Regions from separate parts of the Sus scrofa genome. Here region 2 is linked to region 1. Evidence: chromatin contacts called from public HiChIP or PLAC-seq data. All regions are on one chromosome and are shown on one strand. The core of a region is the stretch at or near the end of the contact, and the rest is flanking DNA. Distances in the headings are between cores, read along the strand shown. Region 1 has its middle 56 kb from the start of SIK1. Region 2 holds the start of SIK1 (serine/threonine-protein kinase SIK1).

Region 1 (7,160 bases), core at 4,011-6,510:
AAAGTCCCTGCCGTCACGGTTTTGATGCGCTGCCTTTTTTCTTGAATGCAAGAAAATCGATACATGACTTTTAACCGCAGACACTGTATCCTGTCCCTCCTGGCCCCCGATCAGGGTCCCTGAAGGCCCTGGGGTCCTCAAGGGTTCTTTCTGCTGGACCTGGGCTTCTCTGTCCCTGATGTCCTCTCCCTGCCTTTGGCCATGTCGGTCACCAGCCTAGTCTTCCCTCTTTGCATCAGCCCCGAACCATGGGCCGTCGAGCCCCCTGGGAGAAAGGGCTCCAAGGGGAGCCGAGGCCCCGCCCTTGTTCTCATCCTGAGAGCGCTGAGCAGTGGGAACAGCAGCAGCATGGTTCCAGGGTGGGGGCAGATCTGACGGGTCTCTTGTGCTTTGGGGACAGCAGGGAGCAGTCTGGGGCGACTGAATCATGTTTTTGCAGATGGGGGCCCGTCCCTTCCTCCCCAGGTGATTCTGGAGGGAGGGGGGGCCTGTGGTCCAGCCATAAAGCCCAGGGCGGGCAGGGAGGACGTCTGGGGACAGTATGGGCCCCGTGCAGCCCGTGGGGCATCAGGGCGTGGCCTCCGGTCCGCGCTGGAACGTGTGGGCTCAGACCCTCGGAGGCCCTCGTCCTGCTGCTCCTGCTTGTCTGCTGAAAGGCCCCAGAGAGCTCTGTGGACTCCACCTAAAACAGAGGGGACAAGTCCCCTGCCACCCCCCCACTCCCGAGGGGTACTATGACCCAGAGAAGGACAGCTTGTGACCCACTCAGTGTGGTCTGGGAGCCACTGGACCGTGGGACGAAGGGTCTCATCTCAGGAACATTCCACCCAACCTGCAGAGCCTGGATGGCAGAGAATCGAGGGTGGGGCCGAGGTCCCCAACATGCCTGGAGGGGACTCCCTCCAGAGTGAGCCGGGATGCTCAGAGGCAGACAAGGGCCGAGGGCGGCCCACTTCAGAGTTGCCCGCCCCGGAGTCTGGATTCTCAGCAGGTGAGTCCATGGCTGTGCTCTGGGACGGGCAGCCTCCCGAGGGCCCCAGGCAGGGGCACTCCTGCCCCTGGAAGCCCCCCTGGGAACTGTCTGCCCCAGCAGCTCCCAAACGGGGGTGGGTAGCCGTCCAGTGGAGGAGGGCGATGCCAGCTGAAGACCCGTGTGGCTGCAGAAGCAGGCCTGCCTTTCACGGACATCTGCCCTGGGGAACCATCCAGAATGTGGGATGCAGAGGGGACCTGGCAGGAAGCTGCCCTGTGTCTTTGGACAAGTGGAGAGGCATCCTCCAGGCTGATGGGGTGGCAGACTGTCCACAGACCCTATGGGGGGTCCCCTGGGGACTGGGGAAGGATGGTGAGACCAGCCCACTGGGCCACTTCCTGAGGGAGGCACACCTTCCAGAAGGAAAGAGAGAAGGCCGGCCATGGGCTGCGACTGCAGCCAGGGTGTCCTTATTAGCACTTGGCAGTTCCTGTGAGGCCATGTCCCCCCGCCCGCCCCCAGGAGGTCTGTTGCCTAATCTTTCTGTCCTGCTGCTGGAACAGAAAGCGCGCCTCCCCACACCCAGGCCCAGGTCTCTCTGGGCTTTGCCCTGCCTCAGGTAGTTCTCGAAATTCAGTCCCCGGAGCGGGGAGCCGGGGTCAGGCGGGGATGGGATGGGCCTGGGTGAGACTGGGGTCCTGGCACCTTTCCCCCTGCACCCCCCTCCCAGGGGCTTCCTCGGTGGGACCCATCGGGGGCAGATCCTGCAGGAGCCCCTTGGGGAGAGAGCAGGGGCTGGGGCCCCAGAAGCGACACCACCGGGTCCGAAGCGGCTCTAGGCTTCCCCGTAAATATTTGAAGCACGGCGGCTGTGAGGAAGCCACTCTCAGGACTTCCGGAGCCACCATGTGGGGCCCCCGTGGACACAGCACCCCAAGGGGGTCACCCGCTGTGCCTGCAAGAGCTTGGCCTCGGGGTCCAGGGGAAGGGTCTGCGGGCACTGGGAGAGCGTGGCCTGAGGGGTCATGGTGTTCATTTGCTGTCCTGTGTGTTCCCGGGAATCTTCTGGAAGGGCCCTCTGTGCTGCCCTCCACATACTCCTTCCTGTCCTCGAGTCCCCAGGGTTGAGAGGTGACAGGCCTTCATAGACCAGAGCTAGCAGCATGCTGGTGAACCGCCCTGGACAAGCAGCCCTCTCGCTGCACCTGCCCATGACCGTGGTGTAAACGCTCCCAGCTCGGTGGACGTGAGGCCCCTGAGGGCAGCCACGCGCCTGCGTGGGGTCCCACACAGCAGGGCCCTGGCCACCAGCTCCAGCCTCACCTGCTGGGGAGGCGGGGGGATGGGTGGGTGGGGGGCAGCTGCTGTGAAGGAGCCAGGACGATACCCCCCTCCCCTTCTCTATCTCACTGCCCTCTGCTCCTCCAGCAAGGCCCTGTGAGCACTTGGGGCCCAGAAACACCCCCGACAGAAGCCACCCCTGTGCCGCCCAGGCCCGGGCTTTGTTCTTGCCTCTCCAGGGCCCCACTGGGTGTTCGGCTTTGCCTCAAGCTGCCAGGGCCGCCTCCTCCCGCCTCCTCTCAGGCCAGGGCTCCTGCATGCTGCCCTCCCCAGGTGCCCTGAGCTTTCCAGAAGCTTCAGGCAGGTGGAGGCATGGGGGGGCAGGTTTACACCCCCAGAGCCGCCCAGCCCGGCTCTCTCCTAAGCTTTAGAAAGAGCAGCGTTTGCCTTTGAAGGGCGCTGGTGTGTACACTGCACTTAGAGGATAACTCCTGATTATTTTCTTAATGGAAGAGCAAATATTTACGTCTTATAAACCAAAGGGCAGGTTGGAATGTGTGGGCAGACCGACTCGGGCTTGGCCACGGAGGCCTGGCGGGAGTGGCGGGAGAGTGGAGACGGCCGGCCGCGTTCACCTTGCTCGGCTAGAACAGCAGAACAAACGCCCCCACTGTCGGGGGTGCGGGGCTGGCAGCCAGGTCTCCCTTTGCAGGTGGGGGCTCGCGGGGAGTGGAGGGGGAGGGGGGCGGCTCACTCCTCCAGAACCTTTCCTGTCGCGGGGTGGGGAGTGGAGGGGGTGCTTCCACCTCGGGGGCAGCACTGCTGGACTCGCCCACCCCAGCCCCCTCCCCGCTTACACGTGACAGCTGCCAGCCTGGCCACGCGGACAGCGTGACCATCGGCCGCCTGCCCATCAGCTGATGTAGCCTGTGCCAATTGTTTAGGTTATTAAAACAAAACAAAGACAAGCCTCAGCCCGAGAGCAGAAAGGGAGCCCTCGGGAGGGGCACCTGCCTACAGAAAACAGCCCTCTCCTAAGCAGCCCCAGGAGCCCACTGCCCAGGGGGTCCAGGAACCAGGCTGGCCCTGCCCTGGCCTCTGGTGACTGAGAACATGGGGCTGCCCAGAAGCCTACAGTTCCCCGAGCCCAGAGCGGGAGATCCGGTTCATGGGGCCTGAACCCCGCTCCAAGAAGCCCCGCCAGCCCGGGGTGTCCTGTGAGACCCAGGCTGTCCTCTGTCTGTCTGGTCCTTGGGTGGTAGTGTTCCTTCCTTGCCCCCACCGCACCTCATCCATCCACGTGGGAAAGGGCTCGGGGATGCCCGGCACTGCCAGTGGGAACCTCCTGAACTGCGCAGCAGGGCAGCAGTGGGGCCGAGGAAGGAAAACAGCCACAGCCACAAACAGAAAGACCGGGTCGCCCCCAGCCCTTGACTCCTTGGGTAACCTGATGCCCAGCGGCCCTGACTCAGGGCTGGGCTGCAGGCTGTGCACCAGCCACGGGTCCAAGGTCCCCAGCATCCCCACAGCGCGATGGCAGCTGCTCTGCTCTGGGACAAGGACAGGACAGAGCCCCCAGACGGGAAGAGGGGAGGCCGTCCTCCCAGCAGGCCCAGCTGGCCCTGTGGACCGCCCTGGGTACCTGACATTTCACACAGGACCACACAGGCCACCCCCTACCTCAGACGCACCTCTGGGAGGGGTCTCAACCTCTGAGGGCCATCCACACGGGTGGGGTCAGCAGCGCCCCCCAAGAGCGACCCCCGGGGTGGGCTTCTCTCTGCACAGCTGCCTTTGTCTGTGGTGGGGCTGAGGTGATGGGAACTGCAGTCTCGCCACCCCGATGCCTGTCAAGGCAAAGGCACCCTCGCGGCAAGACCTTGGCTCCTGTCTTGTCCCACCCGCCGGGACCTGCCCCTGGACCCCAAGCGGAGGCCTCACATTCCCCTTCCAGGCGGCCACCTCGGGCCCTGGACAACCTGCTCTTCCATGTCCACTGTGTCCCAGGCAGGGGGGCCGGGTCCTGCCTCCGTGGTGGGAAGGGGCACGGAAGAGAGGAGAGGTCCTTGCACTGAGCAGGAATTGATCAAAATCCTGGAACGAGCACTGTTGGTGACAGCAAGGGCTGATTTGGGAGTAGAAACCAGCTGAACCCACCCTGTGTGTGTGTGTGTGTGTGTGTGTGTGTGTGTGCGCGCGTCACACTATGTGAGGGCGTGTGCAAGAACGCTGCACGTGTTCATTGCGTGCACAGGTATAAGTGTGTGTGTGTGTGCACGGGTGTGTGAGCACGTGTGTGCGTGTGTAAGGAAGGACAGAGCACTCCGGCGTGCAGCCTGAGGGGGCCTTTCCAGGGCAGGCAGGCTCCCACAACGGCTCTCATCCGGAGACACCGGGAAGGTTGCTCTGGCTCCGAGGGCTCGCAGTCCCCACGTCCCTGGGAGGCTCCCAGAGTCTGCTTTCTGTGGGCACCCCGGCAAAGCTCTGTTGAGAGGTGTGACGCCAGCAGCCCCTTGGGGGCCCAGGGAGGCCCCGCAGCAGCAGCTCTGCACGGACCTACTTACACCTGCAGTCTAGGGAGACCCCGGGGAAACTGGGGCCCCACCCCACCCTGCTCTGCCCTGTGCCCTGCCCCCATCCATCCCTGCAGTGGATCCACCTGCCTGACTTTCTCCCAGGCTCCTCGTACCACTTTGCGCAAGCAGCCAGCGTTTGCTGGACCCCAGCACTGAAGGACCCCCGGCACCCACTGTGTGGGGAGGCAGGGCCGGAGGTGGCAGGGCCGGAGGTGGCCTGGCAGGCAGGACCTGTGGCTCTGCAGGGCGGCTGACCTCGCCAGGGGGCTGTGAGAGTGGCTGGCTCTCCTGGACCTCCAGGGAGCCCTATGTGCCACGCTGGCCGCCCTTTAAAGAGCAGCTGGTTATCTCAAATGCCAGGCCCCACGCTGGAGCCCGCCACCGTCACCCTCCCCACTGTGGACCACAGGGCTGCCGGGGGGAGGACCGGGTGACAGCTGTTGGGAGAGCTGGAAGCTTTTGATTTGCGTCAGTGCCGAGCTGGCCAGGAGGGGCCATCACGCCGGGGCGCTTGGCAGCCGCGTGGAATCACAGTGACATCGCAGCTCCCAGGCACCGGCCCCCGCAGGCCCGGAGGGAGAGGCAGGCGGCACGTCCGCCCGGCGCTGCCTGCCGAGTCCGCGCTCCCGGCTCCCCGTGAGCTGGGCAGCTGGGGCAACAGGGCTTCTGACAGCAGTTTCCATGATGCAAGCATCCCGGGTCAGGTCCCGAGAGGGGCCAGTGGAAGCCGGATCCTCTGCCTCCAGCGGGCTCGGGCCCGTTCCCAGGGGCAGCGGCTTTGCCATCCCAAGGCCACAGAGGACGCCAGCTAATTGAGGGACTTGGCGGGGGCCTGGGCGCTCCGGCAAACCTGCAATTTCACGGAGATGAAAGCACCCAGAGCGCCCTAATGAGAAAGGCGGCTGAGGGGAGTGTGGGAAACGCCGCTGCGGGGGGTCTTGCCCGGTGCTCCGGGGTGTGAGCCGGCACTTTCCTGGCGCAGAGGGCGGGCCTGGGTCAGCGTGGGACCCCATGGCCCCCCGCCACCCCCAGCCTTCCCTTCACCGTCACCCCCCCCGGGGGGGCAGGAGCAAGTGAGGGTCACCTTGGAGACTTTAGCCCTGCAAAGCCTTCCTAGAAGACGTCCCCCAGCCCCCCTCACCTGCTCTGAGCGGGGTGTCTACATGGCACCAGGCCAGCACCCTCCAGGGCACCCCAACAAGAGAGTACCCCATTTCCTCAGGACAGGCACCACCCTCCACAGCCTGAACCCCCAGGCCGTGGCGACACTCCTGCGTGTCAGTGGGGCCCCCATTTACCTGCTCGGAGTGGCCCTTCTCCAAGCAGCAAGCCTGGGGCCGGGCAGGGGACCTCACTGCTGTCACATGCTCCTGGGACACCGTGTGCCCTCAGCCCTGGGCTTCGGGGGGGCGGAGGGGGTTCCTGGAGGTCAGACCCCTCGTTTTGCTGTCACACTAGAGCCCACGGCTGGGCCCCAAGCACATGGGGTACCCGGGGCTCCCGACCTCACCCCTCACTCAGGCCCATCTTGTCCTTCCTCCCAGAATCGCTGGTTACCCTCCCCCCTCCTCAGAGAACCTACAAATCCACTTGGAAGTGTTCCCGGGGGTCCCACCCTATCCCCACTCCTGCCAAGGGATGGTCCAGCCCAGCAGGGGTGCAGTGAGGGGGCCCCCACACCCCAGTGGAACTTTCAGACTCTTTCCGGGACCCATCGACCTGGCGGCCCTAGCGCCGTGCTTCCTGCCTCAGGGGCCAGGCTTCTCTGGCTCCACCCACCAACACCCTCAGTGTAGGGGGGGGATGCCCTGGGGGGGGCCGCTTTGGGCAGGGCGCCCCAGGAAGCTGGTGCTGTGCCCTCTGAGGACAGGAGGAAGGGGACAGAAAGACGAGCTGCCTTCTGCCATGGTGCAGAAAAGCCCCCCGTGCTAGTCGACAACTCGACGGGGTTGAGTGGGGTCCAGTCACCCTCTGCTCCCCCACCTCGGGTGACCCTATGGCCGCGTCTGAGGGCCTTCCCTCCCCACCCCGCACCCCAGCCCCCGTCCCGCCGTTCCTGGCGGGGCTGAGTCACTGGCGTGTCCTTCACGCCGAGTCCCTGGGTGTCCCTTGCGCCGAGTCCCTGGGCGTAGCCATTTCCTGGGGCTGCCGTAACAAGTCGCCACAAACCGGGTGGCTCAAACCACAGCAATTCATTCTCTCACAGTCTGGAGGTCAGAAGCCCGCAGCCAAGGCCATGAGGGCGGGTCCCACCCAGGCTGTCCTGCTCCTGCTGGTGCTCCTGGGCCTCTAGACGCAGCGCCCCAATTTCTGCGTCTGTCCTCACAGCC
Region 2 (6,589 bases), core at 3,698-6,197, 57 kb before region 1:
TTCCCGCTCAGAGACGGCCAGGGTCTCCTCCACACACGCCCACCCCCGCCCCCAGCTGGTCCCCCTCTGCCTTCGCCGGCGGAGACGGCTGGAGCCCCGTGGAAGGCCATGTCCCCTGCCGAGCTGCTCGGTTCCGTCCCTGTGTTTTGTCTTCTGCCCAGCAGCTGCCTGCTGGAAGCATCCCAGCCATCGACCTGTCTTCATTGTCTGTCCCCTTAGCTGGATGAGGCCTCTGGAGAAGGCGTCTTGTCGCCCTCCTACTGTTCCCACGGCCTCAGCAGCGCATGGCACGCAGCAGGTGCTTCACGAGGCTGGGTGGACGCCGGCGGGGGAAGCCCTTGGCCCTGGCCCGCCAGGAGGTCTCACCTCTCTCTGACCCGGCCCCTCCTGTCCTGCTGTCCCTACTAGCTGCCTGCCTGTCGCAAAGCTCACGCATGCTCAGCGGCGGCCCAGCCGAGTTCTTGCAAAGAGTAGAAGTTCGCCTATTTGTGGAATGAGTGAAGAGTGATGCAAGCGACCGAGTTGGACGCGGGGGGGGGGGGGGGGCCACGGACAGGTAGGGGAGGGCTCTGCTCAGCCCCGGCAGGAGGCCCCACGGCCCCACACTGGGCTCCTGGGCCTCCTCCCCGTGTGCCGGGGCCAGCCCACCCCGGGGGCTCCGCTCTGCCTCCCCTGACCGCCCCAAACGGCCCTAAAACAGTGGGGAAAAGGCAGGCATTTCCTGCTGCCGCTTCCTTCCACCTGAGGATCGCGGTTTGCCCCCGGGGAGGGGGGCCCTCGGGGCCCGTGATCACCCCACAGGAATCTGGCTTTTCTCATCCAGTCCCCCGCAGGTGTGTAGCCTTCACATGGGCCCTGGCTGACCCTCACCTGCGGCCCCACCTCCAGTCACCGTAGGACCACTGTCCTCGGAACCCAGCTCAGGGAGACAGATGCCCCAAGGCCTGGTGAGCCCCCAGACGCCAGATCCGTCACGGCCACCCCATTAGCACACCTGCTTCCTTGCTGGTGACAGGAAAACAGCCATGGGAAGAGAAAGTCTAGGGCTTTGGGGTCCTTTGGGGTCCTGCTGGTGCGATCAAGAGACCCAAGGGGTTGGAAACCTGCCCGGCCATCCCAGGCCGCCTCTCCAGGTCCCCCGGCCCACGCTGCAGGCCCGATGTCCCCAGGACTCCTTCCCTCCCAGCCTGCGGGGGCCTGGAATGAGGCACCTGCCCCCGCCCCTCAGTCACGGGAGCGGTGGTATCAGAGCAGAAGCCATCGGAGGCTGGTACTCCTGGCTGTGTGGCTGGCTGGCTCACCCCGGCCCCTGAGCTTCCTCCCACCTGCCGGCCCCCAGGCCGGGGGCTGGATCTCCCAGACCCGGTGCACACAGGTCTCTTAGCATGTCTGTGTCAGGCTCTGCAAACACAAGGGCAGCAGACGGGACCGGGGCCACCCTAGTGCTGCTGGGGGTGGTGGGTCTTATTTTCTCAAACCTGAAAGTCACTGGGCTGATGCCTTCAATAAACCACACAAAACCAGATGAAACAAAGCTGGGAGAAGGGCCTTGGGCATCTCGGAGGAGGAACCCAAGAAAGGAAAGTACCTCGTCTTACTGTTGGGGACCATGGGGGAGCCACCTGGACAGAGGCGCCAGCACGCCCCCACCTTCATTCACGAAGGGGAGCAGGCCCAGGACACCCACTGGGGACAGGCTGGAGCCCCTCTGCCTGTGTCAGTGCGGCTTCCCAGCCCCACTCCCCACATTTATTCACTTGTCCGCCCCTAGGGTGCCCGGCCAGGAGCCCAGGAAGGTAGGAGACCCACTTCCTGCTGAGGGGGGCCGCAGGCTGGCCATCTCGAAGAGGCAAGGTGGCGTCCAGAAACACGGCAGTTCGAAGACGGGCTTAAGACATTCCAAAAGGAAGAGAAATCCGACTCAGGGTTCCTCCCAAAGTGCAGTGACCCACACACACGCACGCGCCCCGAGCACCATTCTTGCAGAATCTGGGAGACTCTCCCATCGTGTGCGTGGAGAACTCACTCCTCAAGTTGTTTGCTTACATCTGTAGAAGGACACACGTATTTTCTCCTCATCCCTTGTCCAAAGCACAGAAGACTAGAAATCTGACAAGAAATCAAGCATTCCGGAAGGAATTAGAGCCTTCAGAGGCCAAGGATACCAGCAGCAACTAAGGTCACTTAGAAACAGAGGCTTGTCTGTGGCACCTTCATGGAGGTGCCAGGAGGAGCCCCACTGTGGGCGATGACAGCCTTTTTGAGACCGGTTTCTCCCTGCCCTGCCTGCGGGCTCCCCACCCAAGGGTCAGATGGCGGGGGCTCAGGAACTGCTGTGAGCCGGGCCAAGCACACCTGCGTCCAGGGGCCTTGGGGAAGGCAGCCTTGGCTCCTGGGTGGCAGTTTTTATTCTGCGCTGACAAAATGTTTCCAAAACAGCCAGCCGGGTGTTTGCAAACACCTCAGGCTAGATCTGGGGCGTTTGGGGGGGGCCGCGGAGTGGGTGGAGGAGCCAGTCTCCTGGGTGTCACCTGGACGAACCAAGGAAAGCCGAGAAATGACAGAATGCAGGACGGTAGGCAGTGCACTCGGGTCCCGGGTGTCATCTTCTCCTAGGAAGAGACAGACGAGTGGGGTGCCGGGACCCCAGAAGGGGAGGGAAGCAGCCGTACACTGTTCAGCAGGAAGGAAGTCAAAATGGCCCTCCAGCTTCTCGGGGTGGATAAACCTGGGACGGAAAATGAAGGCACCTCTGAAAGACTAAAGAAACCTCGGGGACTATTCGTGTCCTTGAAAGGCCATTCAGAACAAGTTCAACCCACAAGCAACTGCCCAAGCAGAGGGTGATGGGAAATATTTGGCCAGGAGGGCAACCGGGCACCAGGAGAAGCAGTGGGAGTGCCAACCAGTGCCCTGGCAGGGCAGCTGCCCACGCCACGCGGAAGCCTCCCAAGAAGGTGTCTAAGTTTTGTACCCACTTTGATTCATTCTTTTTTTTTTTTTTTGTCTTTTGTCTTTTTAGGGCACCTGCAGTATATGGAGGTTCCCAGGCTGGGGGTCGAATCAGAGCTGTAGCTGCTGGCCTACCCTGCAGCCACAGCAAAGCGGGATCCGAGCCGCATCTGTGACCTACACCACAGCTCACAGCAACACCGGATCCTTAACTCACTGAGTGAGGCCAGGGATCGAACCCGTGTCCTCATGGATACTACTCAGGTTCATTAACCACCGAGCCACATGGGAACTCCCACTCTGACTGATGCTTGTTTCCCACCCCCTTCTCTTAAGTGGTCTTTTTATTTAACACGAGGGGATGTGATTCTAAGCTGGAGGCAGAATTTAACTCTCATGATGCTGCCTCCCTAACATTTAGGAAATACGGTTGGCCACACTCTCTGTCATCCCTCAGGAAACATTTCCTTTTCTGGTGAGGATGAAGGAACGTGAAGTGAGCCGTGAGGCCGCTGGATACCCCACATCTGCTGCCGGGTGGGGACGAGGCTGTGGGCACCGGGGTCTGGAGGGCAAAGTCCCCACTCCTGCAGCCCTGGGCAGATGGCGCTGTGGATCGGGCAGCAGGCAGAGGAAACTGAGGCCAGGGGACCTGCAGGGTCCAGGCTCGCCAGGGATGAGGCTCTTGCTCTTGCCCCTGTCTGTCGGCCGTCTTGGGAGGGGCTGCTCCTCCCAGGGACAGGGCTCTTTTGCCACCTGTATACAGAGCACCTGGACGCTCGTCAAAGGGCCGACCTTTACTGAGGGTATTGTGACTGGGTTTCGCAAATCTCCGGCCCCAGGAACGGGAAGACCTTGAGTGGAGTCCCTTCGCATCCGTCCTCCGGCCATCCCAGAAGCCAGCCCTTGGGGACTTTCCTCCTCTCTCCAGCCTGCGGGTTCTTCCACCAAAGGGAGGAGCTTCACGGCAAAGAACTGCCTGCAGTCATCAGCTGGCTTCTGACCCACAGGCTGGACAGAGAATGAGCTGAGCAGGCGGCTGAGCCACTCCCCTGGCCCGCCTGGGGTGGGGCGAGGCAAGGCGGGAGGACAGACAACTAACAGCGTTCCCCTGCCCCCAGCCCAGGGGCTCAGTCGCAGCCCCCATGACACTCTGATGCACCAGGGGAGCTTGCAGAGATGCAGATCACGAGTCCCCTGTTGAAGTCTCTAACTAGCTAAACAACTAGGATTCCTAACTGGAGTTGGGCTGCCCAGGTCCTCCATGTACGTAGCTGCCACCCTCTGGAGGGCAGCCAATTTGGGGTGTGGGAGCTGGCCTGCTCTCACCTGCACCCTGTGCCGGATCTGCGAGTCTGTGAGGTTTCCCAGGCCCCACCCAGTACTTCCCCTAATAGGCTCCAAGGCCTTGTCTCTATTATTTCCGACAGAAAATGGGGGACACATGAGATCCCCATCCGGCTAATGGCGACCCTCGAGTAGGGGTCCAGCAGGACGCCGCCGCCACTGTGCTGCACGTCAGAGGGTTTTGGCACCGCGCTAGAACCGACCCTGTTGGGAGGGTCCCCGCACACGCGGGCAGGAGGCAGGGTGGCGCCCGGGGATGGAAGGGTTAAGCCGCCCGCAGCGCCCGCGATGTCCGGTAGGGGGCGCGCGCCGGCGGGAACGCGGGCGCGGGCTGGCGAGCTTCGGGCGGCCGGCGCCCCTGACGTCACCGCCCCGCGGTCGCCAAGGCGACGGCCTCATCAGCGCGCGCGTCAGAGCCGCCAGTCTCTTGGCAACCGCCCGATCTCCCGCTCTCCCTCCTCCTGGCGCTCGGCCGCGCGTCGCTCTGGCGTCAAAAGGACGTCAATGGGGATGTATCAATCCGGCGGCGGCGGCGTGGGCGGGGCCGCCGTGGGCGGGGCCGGCGACGTGGGGGCGTGGCGGGGGCGGGCCCGGCGGGCGGGGCGCGCGGCGCGTGCGGCCGGAGAGCGCCGCGCCGGGCTCAGAGCTGACATGCGGCGCGGCCCGGGCGGCGGGCGGCCGAGCAGCGGGCGGCCGGGCAGCGCAAGTGGCCGAGCGGGCAGCAGGGGCCGCGGGGCGAGCGGCGTCCCGGCCTCGGCGCTCCGAGGGCGTCGGAGGTGAGGCGCAGCCCGCCGGGCGGGCGGCCGCCGCGGGGCTCGGAGCTGCGGGCTCCGGCGGCCCCGCAGGTGCGCGCGCGGGGGCGCGGGCCGGGGCGCCGTCGCCGGCCTCCCCTTTGTTGTGCGGCGGCTGGCAGCCGGGCTTCGAGGTTCGGGATGGAGCCGACCACGGTCGGCGGGCGGGTCCGCGACCCCCGGGGGGGGCTTGGAACCCGGAGCCCGAGCGGGGCGGCCGGCCGGCTTGGGAGCGGGGCGCACGTCCCGCGGGGCTCCAGGATCGGGGGTCGCGGTGGAGCTGATCGCCGGCGGGGGCGGGTGGCGGCGAGCGGCGGCGCGTCCGCGCGCCCCGCGGGCTGGGGGCTCCGGGGGTCGGTCGGCCAGCGCCGAGCTGAGCGGAGCGCGCTCCCCCCCAGGTGCGGCCCGGAGCCATGGTGATCATGTCGGAGTTGAGCGCGGCCCCCGCGGGCTCGGGCCAGGGCCAGCAGAAGCCCCTCCGGGTGGGCTTTTACGACATCGAGCGGACCCTGGGCAAGGGCAACTTCGCGGTGGTGAAGCTGGCCCGGCATCGAGTCACCAAAACCCAGGTGCGTGTGGCGGCGGGACCCGGGGTGGACGCTGCCCCCTGGGGCCGGGAGCTGGTGGATTCCCTCCCTGCCTGTGGGGTCCTTCGTCCTGAGGTCTGAATGCTGACAGTTCTCAGTTTGATGAAGAGAAAAAAAGCTTTATGTTATGATTATGCGTAATTTGTATGAATATTGGGGGCAGCAAAGAGAATAATGATCCAGAGCTGGAGCCAGCAAGGACGAGGCATTTATTGAACTTTGACTTTTTAAGTAATATTAATGATTACTTCAGTTATTTTCCTCCCCGAACTTTTTGTGACCTTTGGGGAGGCAAAGTGTTTTAGAAATTAACCCACAAAAAGTGAAATGTGTAAATTAGCTTAAGGGAGAAGGTTTTTTTTAAGACAAAACTTCCTTTATCTTTTAAAAAACTCTAGGTTGCAATAAAAATAATCGACAAAACACGATTAGATTCAAGCAATTTGGAGAAAATATATCGTGAGGTTCAGATCATGAAGCTTCTGAATCATCCTCATATCGTAAAGCTTTATCAGGTAAGGACTCAGGTTTGCCTGTCACTGTGACTTCTGCCAAGTGTATCATTTTCAAATTTTCATCAACTTAAGCCTCCAGTTCTGGAAGGCTGTCTCTCCTTGGGTGTACGTGGGAGTCGGGGTTGCTTGTAGAAGGGAGAGAGATTGATTTTTGTAAGCTGGGCAATTATTTTCTTGCTTTTCGGATCATACTTCAGATCTGCTTCATTAAACTTTTATTTAGTGTCGTCGTTCATTCCGGTTTTAAACCCGCGGAGGTCGGTTGTTCATTTACTATGAAAACAAACGAGCAGATCTCTGTACCGCCGTAAGCCAGCCCTGCCTTGAGGGTGGAAGGACCAATTGGAGTGAAACTGGGCACTTCCACCTTAGCAGATAATTATTAAACGGTAAAACC

The links. HiChIP or PLAC-seq counts read pairs in DNA pulled down with a chosen protein or histone mark.
Region 2: a contact with region 1 is called in an H3K27ac HiChIP or PLAC-seq map of skeletal muscle. The contact joins the promoter of SIK1 here to the enhancer-like site in region 1. A contact is called at or near these places in 6 of 47 Hi-C or Micro-C datasets (epiblast stem cells, fibroblasts, heart right ventricle and 2 more) and 2 of 2 datasets of contacts at active chromatin or transcription factors (alveolar macrophages and skeletal muscle).

Annotation. Positions count from the first base shown.
Region 1 is chr13:206,406,546-206,413,705 of Sscrofa11.1, reverse strand. No RefSeq gene overlaps it. Among named protein-coding and RNA genes, the nearest start is that of SIK1, 56 kb to the left of the region's middle. Within about 2 kb of position 5,260, at least 26 of the 83 cell types and tissues checked have an H3K27ac peak or open chromatin away from gene starts, as enhancers often do. A contact at or near this core is called in skeletal muscle, where this site is marked.
Region 2 is chr13:206,464,160-206,470,748 of Sscrofa11.1, reverse strand. SIK1 (serine/threonine-protein kinase SIK1) reads left to right here and starts at 4,947. Exons shown (of 14, transcript XM_021071058.1): 1 at 4,947-5,075; 2 at 5,489-5,659; 3 at 6,076-6,192. The coding sequence starts at 5,504.